Linked DNA regions of Mus musculus: region 2 is linked to region 1. A link is a contact called in public Hi-C data. All regions are on one chromosome and are shown on one strand. Each heading gives the region's core, a stretch centred on a gene start, on an enhancer-like site or on the middle of the called end of the contact. The rest is flanking DNA. Distances are from core to core; before and after follow the strand shown. Region 1 overlaps Gm33162 (a long non-coding RNA gene). Region 2 has its middle 22 kb from the start of Gm33381.

What was found. Hi-C and Micro-C count contacts between places; a contact is called where the count stands out from the background.
Region 2: a contact with region 1 is called in a Hi-C map of uterus, with 5 times the contacts expected there. The contact joins two enhancer-like sites. A contact is called at or near these places in 1 of 39 promoter capture datasets (liver), 7 of 15 datasets of contacts at CTCF or cohesin (CD8 T cells, embryonic stem cells, hippocampal excitatory neurons and 3 more), 109 of 484 Hi-C or Micro-C datasets (the AML12 cell line, B cells, CD4 T cells and 66 more) and 47 of 115 datasets of contacts at active chromatin or transcription factors (DN3 thymocytes, the HL-1 cell line, the HPC-7 cell line and 33 more).

The regions. Positions count from the first base shown.
Region 1 is chr3:101,511,948-101,515,392 of GRCm38.p6, forward strand. Gm33162 (a long non-coding RNA gene) reads right to left here. Exons shown (of 5, transcript XR_867519.3): 5 at 1-140. Among named protein-coding and RNA genes, the nearest start is that of Gm40109, 5.8 kb to the left of the region's middle. Within about 2 kb of position 1,879, at least 33 of the 459 cell types and tissues checked have an H3K27ac peak or open chromatin away from gene starts, as enhancers often do. A contact at or near this core is called in Sertoli cells, extraembryonic ectoderm, kidney and 3 more, where this site is marked.
Region 2 is chr3:101,804,787-101,808,231 of GRCm38.p6, forward strand. No RefSeq gene overlaps it. Among named protein-coding and RNA genes, the nearest start is that of Gm33381, 22 kb to the right of the region's middle. Within about 2 kb of position 1,590, at least 126 of the 459 cell types and tissues checked have an H3K27ac peak or open chromatin away from gene starts, as enhancers often do. A contact at or near this core is called in Sertoli cells, extraembryonic ectoderm, kidney and 3 more, where this site is marked.

The sequences.
Region 1 (3,445 bases), core at 629-3,128:
TTCACACACTGGTCAATGGGTTGTATGCACTCACACTTGAACCAGAGGAAGACTAGCCTGGTCTGAGGCGGAGTGTCCTTGGCATCGCTGAGCCTGTGTCCATGATACACATTACTTAGGGTATCCTTGGCTCCTCACAGCTGTGGAACAAAACCAACCTTCTCTTCTTATGATTGTCTTGGGCATTTTGTTACAGTAAAGGGAAGCCAACTGACATGGGTGGGTGGCAATAATATCTCCAGATTATTTTAAAATAAAGACTATGATGAACCATCTCCAGAACCTTTTAATCCCTCCATATTGAAAGTTCATAATCATTAAATCCTGTTTCTCTGTCTAACTCCTAACAGTTTTCTCTCTTTTTGATCTGGCCTCTTCTAGGAACCTCGTGGCTGACGTTTTTTTGCTTATGTTAATGTCTTTATGTTGTGGCATGTGTCAGAACATGTCAGCACACTGAAACCTGAGCCATATCCCATTGTGAATCTGCCATGTTCTCTATTCATCATCTCATTCATCTATTGATGTTCATTTTATTTTTACTCTTTAGATATTGTGATTCTTGTAAATCTTTTGCAATCTTTTGTGTACTTGAAATTGTTTCAAAATGAAATGTTAAAAAATTATAATCAGAAATAAATTTCAGGGGGCTGGAAAGATGGCTCAGAGGTTAAGAGCACTGGCTGCTCTTCCAGAGGTCCTGAGTTCGATTCCCAGCAACCACATGGTGGCTCACAACCATCTGTGATGGGATCTATCACCCTCTTCTGTGTGTTTGAAGACAGCTCCAGTGTATTTATGTATATTAAATAAATAATTAAAAATTATTTAAAAAAAAAAAGAAATTTCAGGAATTGGCCAATCCTTTCCTCTGCACATCACACAAACTAGGGCATGTTAATAATCTTTGTGCAATTTCCCATGACAGGTCATTTAAGGGCATGTGGAACTTGAATTTTTCATTCTGATTAGAGAAGCATATGTCCACAAGTGAGCTCGTGGAGTTCTGGCCCATGACTAGAGGCTTAGAGTAAGGAGAAGATGAAATCTAGGACCCTTGAATTTCAGTAGATGGTGGGAGTCACACAGACCCATTTGTTGGTTGCACAGAACATGTATCATAGCTGGAGAGTAATATTTAGCAGGAAAGGCTTGGTTTGGTTTCAAAGATTTGTTTCCATCACTAGTGTCTTTCCTAATGGCAGTTTGTCACCAGTCTCTCAGTACACCCATGTCTTGTGGCTCTATTGTACCTTCACATACTGCATGCAGAGTGCCTTGTATGGCACATGAATATCCTGGAGTGGCTGAGGGGACCTCCTCCTCTACAGCCTAAGGACTGGGTCCCACAGGGCTCAGCAGAGGATGCCATTGCCACCTTCCCAACTTCGCTAGAAAGTGTTAAAGAGGGGTTACTGACAGGGGTGACATGGCCTAAGAATCACCAGCTGGGAGCAGCTTTGTCTTTGGTTTTGGAGAGCTAGGGGCTCTGCACCTCAACACTTAAAGCAAAACTATTGTGCGATTTCTGCCCCCTTGGGAGAGGGGAAAACTCAATCCCCGTGGGGTCCACATCTTTCACACCCGAGTATGTGGAAGATTAAGCGCTGTTCCAGAATCTTCTCTACAGCAGCAGAAGACCTCGGTCCCTTTTCTCAGCTTGGGGCTCAGCCTGGTGACATGGTACCCCCACCCCGCCCCCACTGCTGCTGCTTCTCCCTTTGTTCTTTCCTTGGCTCTGCTGGTCCTCCTCCTCAGTTCAAATTTCACTTTCCTGCTTGCGTCTCCCGTGAAACCGAGTTGACATATTAATCATTACAAAGCCGCTGAATGCTCCACTGTGCTTCATTAATCCAGAAGAAAATACCGTCAGCTGCTACTGCCGGGAGGATACTCATGTGCCTCCCCAGAGCCCAGGATCCTGGAACTGTCTCCGTTTCCATGAGTAACAAAACAGAAGGCCTTTATGGAAGGCCACGGTGACCCTGGTACTGGATGGGCATGGGAGGCTGAGAATGTGGGTGGGCTGCCATCCCTGAAGGCAGAGGTCATCCGTCATGGACCCTGCCAGACCTTGGGCTGGTCAAGGACTCTAGTAGAGGCCAACCTGTAAAATCCCGTTAGGGTTGCCAAGACCAGAGCAATGTGACTTTAATAAGGTCAAAGTTTGGTGATTTTACAACTTTAAGGATGATAAGGTTTTTAGTCACATGGGAGAAAGCGCTAGAGAGGGTCTGTCTAAATTCTCCTGGTGAGATGCTGGGGTGTGGTTAGGCCTGGCCTGGGGCCAGACTCTGGAGGCTGACTGCTGAGCTGGGGTCAAGCTTCCCAGCTCTACCTTCTGCCCTGCACGTGGACAAAGCCTGTCTTCACATCTCTGGCCTCTGGAACTGATAGAGAAATTAATCTGGGCAGTTATTTTCAAACACAGGGAATCCTTGGGACAAACTGACTTAGGTGGAAGCAAATGGCCTGGTCAAAGGTGTCACCCTGATCTGGGACTTCCACCATGCCACCCACTACAGTAACGGCACGAGGAAGGGTTGTTTCATTATCAAGTGAATCTTTCCATTACTACCTTCCAGCCTGGGCTACTTTATTGCCTCCCTGGGTCTGTCCATCCTTCTACTGTCTTCTCTGGAAAAGCACTCCTAACCATGCCCTTCTTTCCTACCTGAGAGAGATTTCAGCTGCTCCAGTTTCAGTCCTAGAGCAGTGTGCGTCTCTTCAGGAGGCTCCATAAGAAAGCAGAACGCTTGAGAGAATGGCTCATAGTGAAGAAAGCTTGATTCATGGCATCCCAAGTTTCATTCATGCCTCATGGCTTTGGTCCTGTCATGAGGTAGAAGCTGATGGTGGGGGGCTGGCGAGATGGCTCAGCGGGTAAGAGCACTGACTGCTCTTCTGAAGGTCCTGGGTTCAAATCCCAGCAATCACATGGTGGCTCACAACCACCCATAATGAGATCTGACGCCCTCTTCTGGTGTGTCTGAAGACAGCAACAGTGTACTTATTTATAATAATAAATCTTTGAGCTGGAGCTAACAGGGACTGAGAGAGTGGGATTTACTGGAGCAAGCAAGTGGGGCCGATGGGAGCGAGCAGAGGTTCTACAGATTCAATTCCCAACAACTACATGAAGGCTCACAACCATCTGTACAGCTACAGTGTACTCATATACATAAAATAAATAAATAAATCTTAAAAAAAAAAAAGCTGATGGTGACCCGGAAACAGAAACAGGAAGAGGCCACGCTCTCAGCATCTCTCTGAGAACACACCCCAGTGATTTATCTACACTCGTTCTACCTCCCAAAGGTTCTACCATGTCCCAATAGTGTCCCAAGCTGAGGACCAAGGTTTCAACATACCGTTCTGGGTACTTATCTCAGCTGTTCTGCAAAGCTCTGTGTCGATCTAAGACCTGTGAGCTTAGATCGAAACA
Region 2 (3,445 bases), core at 340-2,839, 290 kb after region 1:
CAGGAGGACCCAACTAAGGGGGGTGGAGTTCATTTTGTCGTGTATGGAGTCTCATTATGTAGACGAGACTGGCCATGAATTCATAGAGACCCAGCTGCCTTTGCCTCCTGAATGCTGAGATTAATTGTGTGCACCTCTACCCCCCAGCTAGGGCGATTTTGGAGGTAGCCTGCAGGATTCCAACCTGCAGAATGCTGGCCTGGCAAGGGACTGGGAGGCTCCTTCCTTCACTAAGGACAAAAGGAGGATTGGGACCGTCTAAGCTGGGGATGGGGTGGTGGTGGCCGGTGTCCTATGACTTGCTGGATCAGGTAGACATTTTGTCTCCCATGGTTCTTAGAAAAGGCCGTTGAATGTCTGACGATTTGAGATTCCATGGTTTTGTCAGCCCTTCTGTTTGAACAGAAAGCTCCCTAATCCATGCCCCTCTCCACATTCACGCATAACTGGTTAACAAGTCATACCCGAAAATACGAGCCTCCCCTTCGGTGCACGATGCTGGTAGATTGGATTTTATTGTTGCCATCCTTGGGATATTCTTGTTTGCTAGGGTCTCCACGAGACACAAAGCTATAGATCAATCCCCTGCCCTGTACTCCCAGTCTTAATGTTATACACTGTTATTGAGGAACTATGGCTTCAGAGGTGAAGGGCTGGAAGAAAACCAAGTCTTTCTGGACCCTCAAATTCCTTTCTTCCTGGCCTAAGGGGCATTGTTCGGATCATAAATTGCAGGCCTTTTAAGAAAAGCAAACAAAGGCTAACTGCATTGCAAAGGTCACCGGGCCCGTGGAGAGAGCGCGTGATTAGCTTCTGAAACAGAAGGCTTTGAGGACTTTACAGGGTTCAAAGGTGCGACCAGAAATTTTCAGTCCAGGGCAAATCCTAAGAAGTCTTCCTCCCCCATCTGTCACCTCAAGAGCTCCGCCCATCTACCTTCTGGGAGGACCCGCTGCTGCGGACAGGGCTGACAGGGCGGGTCAAGCAAGGGCAGGAACATGCCCCACCCCCTCCCCTCAGACCAAGCCAGGAACAGGGGAGGTTTCCACTTGGAAAGCCATCCTGGTCGGCTTCTCCACGTGCCTCTCTGTCACCTGCACTGTGAATGACTAGTGATGACTTATACGCATGCCCAGGCGGTGACCTTGGATTTTTTTTTTTTTTTTTTTTTTTTGGTCTGTGATTCTCAAATGTTTATGAATAAATTGATAATGCCTACCCTGGTTCAAAGGATGGTTGGAGGGATGAAATGAGATAAAGCACAAAGAACAGGAAATGTACAGAACACATATCCGTGGATTTTAGGGGCCTGAACTGTTCTTTTCTGGAACATTCTCACCCTCCACCCATCTGTTGTCTTTGTGCCGAGCTGGGTGGGGGACGCTTGCACTGGGTGGGGGACACACGCTGTGTGTCCAGGGTGGACTGTACTGTGACTGTCCCCATGGAGTCAACACTCCCCTTTGCCAGCCTCATCCAGAGCATGGAGAGCCTGTGGGTCAGGATAGCCTGTCTGCGGTGGGAGAGGGCCACAGTGTGGCGAACTGCTCTCCTCCGCTGCCATTGGCCACGGTCAGCAGCCAGCCAGAGAGAAGCCGCGAGCGCCCCCTGACGTCTTCACCGCACAGCACAGGCGGGGCTGCCACAGCCAAGCAGCAGATCTCAGTCAGCCAGCAGAGATCGCCAAGTGTGCCCTGCGCATCTCCTGCTGGTCTGCTGTAGGTCTTTACTCCGTTTGGAACACCTGTCCTGGTCATAAAGGACAGGTTTCACATATGTGAATCCTACATAGAGAGACCCAAGGGCAGAGGACATTTTTGATGACCATTACCACGGAGACAAAAGGAGAATATTCTAGAAGGAGGCAAAAGAGGAAAGGGCAAAATAAGAGAAGACTATGGGGCTTGGGGTGAAGAAGAAAAGGAGTCCAGACCCTTTGGGCCCATGGCTCACTAAGTGAGTTCTCCATCCATGGTTGCCTCTTGGGCCTGAAACCACAGGTTAGGTTTTGTTTCGAGCCGCCCTAATGTTGACTGCCCCACAGAATATTCCCATCCCCCTCCAGGTGGGGAGGAGAGTCTACAACTCTGACCAAGTTTGGGCTGTCTTTGGGAGATGTGATTTGCTCAATTACGGCACAGTTCCCTGACACTCGGCACTGATCTCTCATTCCTTTGTATCCAAGCACCCCGGGTTGGGTCCTGACAGGAGAGTCATGAGCTACGAGGACTTAAAAGCTAAAGCTGGCAAAGGAAAGTGACTCCCTCTCAGAGCAAAGCTGTTGAATGAGAGGAAATGAATGGTCTAGACTCAGAAACAAAGCAATGGGGAGGGAGGGCTTCTGCCAAGACCACTGCTATTTGTTCCCAGGCTTGGCAGGAAGGGAGAAAGCCTGAAAGCTTTGCTGACAAGCATTGTTTACAAGCAGAGAGAGTGTGTGTTGTCCACACAGCCCTCGAAGTGCACCTTGGATCCCAGTCAGGATAGCAGACACCAGCTGTAGGGAGCTGCGATGCAGGCCCATCAGTGTGCCTTCTCAGGTCTGCTCTATCAGGCTGCACAGAGAGAGGAGGCAGGCACTTCTCAGAGACAGGCTTCTGGAGCCAGAGGTCCTTTTCCTTTCTCACTGTGATTTTTCAACATCTCAAAATTGCTTTATGAAGAGCCTCTTCTGAGCCTTGCAAAACTTGAGATCAAGTCCAGTTCCCCTGCCTCAACGCAGCAAATGCATGAAAACCCATCTTCCTTCCTCCCATCCATCCATCCATCCATTCATCCATCCATCCATCTATCCAAGTCTGCATTTATCAAGCATCCATGAAGCATCTGCTCTGCACAAGTCATAGTTCTGGGTGCAGAATTCAGAAGTGAACAACTGAAACAAGCCTCATCTGAGTGGAGTTATTTTCCAATAGGAAAACAAGCCAACCAGATAGGGACAGTAACAGGGTGGTGGGGAGCTCGCCGAGTTAAGCTGGTCTGGGAGGACTGAGCCATGTTGACATATGGCACGGAAGGCTTGTGAGCCAAGGGACAAATAGGTGCAAGGTGTGCAGAAATGTACTTGGTCTATTCAAAACAAAGCAAAGTGAGCCAGTGTGGGTGAACAGCTCGCAGGAGACTGACGGCAGGCGCCAGACCTGTGTGGGCCTTGCAGGCCATGGTAGAGAGCTTTTAAATGAGGTGATGAAAGGCCACTGGAAGGAACAGAGCCCTGAAAAAATATGACTCAGTGTGCAAGCATTTAAAAGAATTCTAGCTCGTGGGGTGAGCTGGTGTATCGGGATGGGATGGTGGGATGGGAGGCAAGACCGGATCTGCCGAAGTCTACAGGGTCAAGGGGATGGCTTGGCCTAGATACGTGGGGAATATTAACTTGGGACCATAGTTAGAGAGCAGCATGGGGACGTGGGGGTCCATCCGGCTTGGATCAGGTTATTGCAGA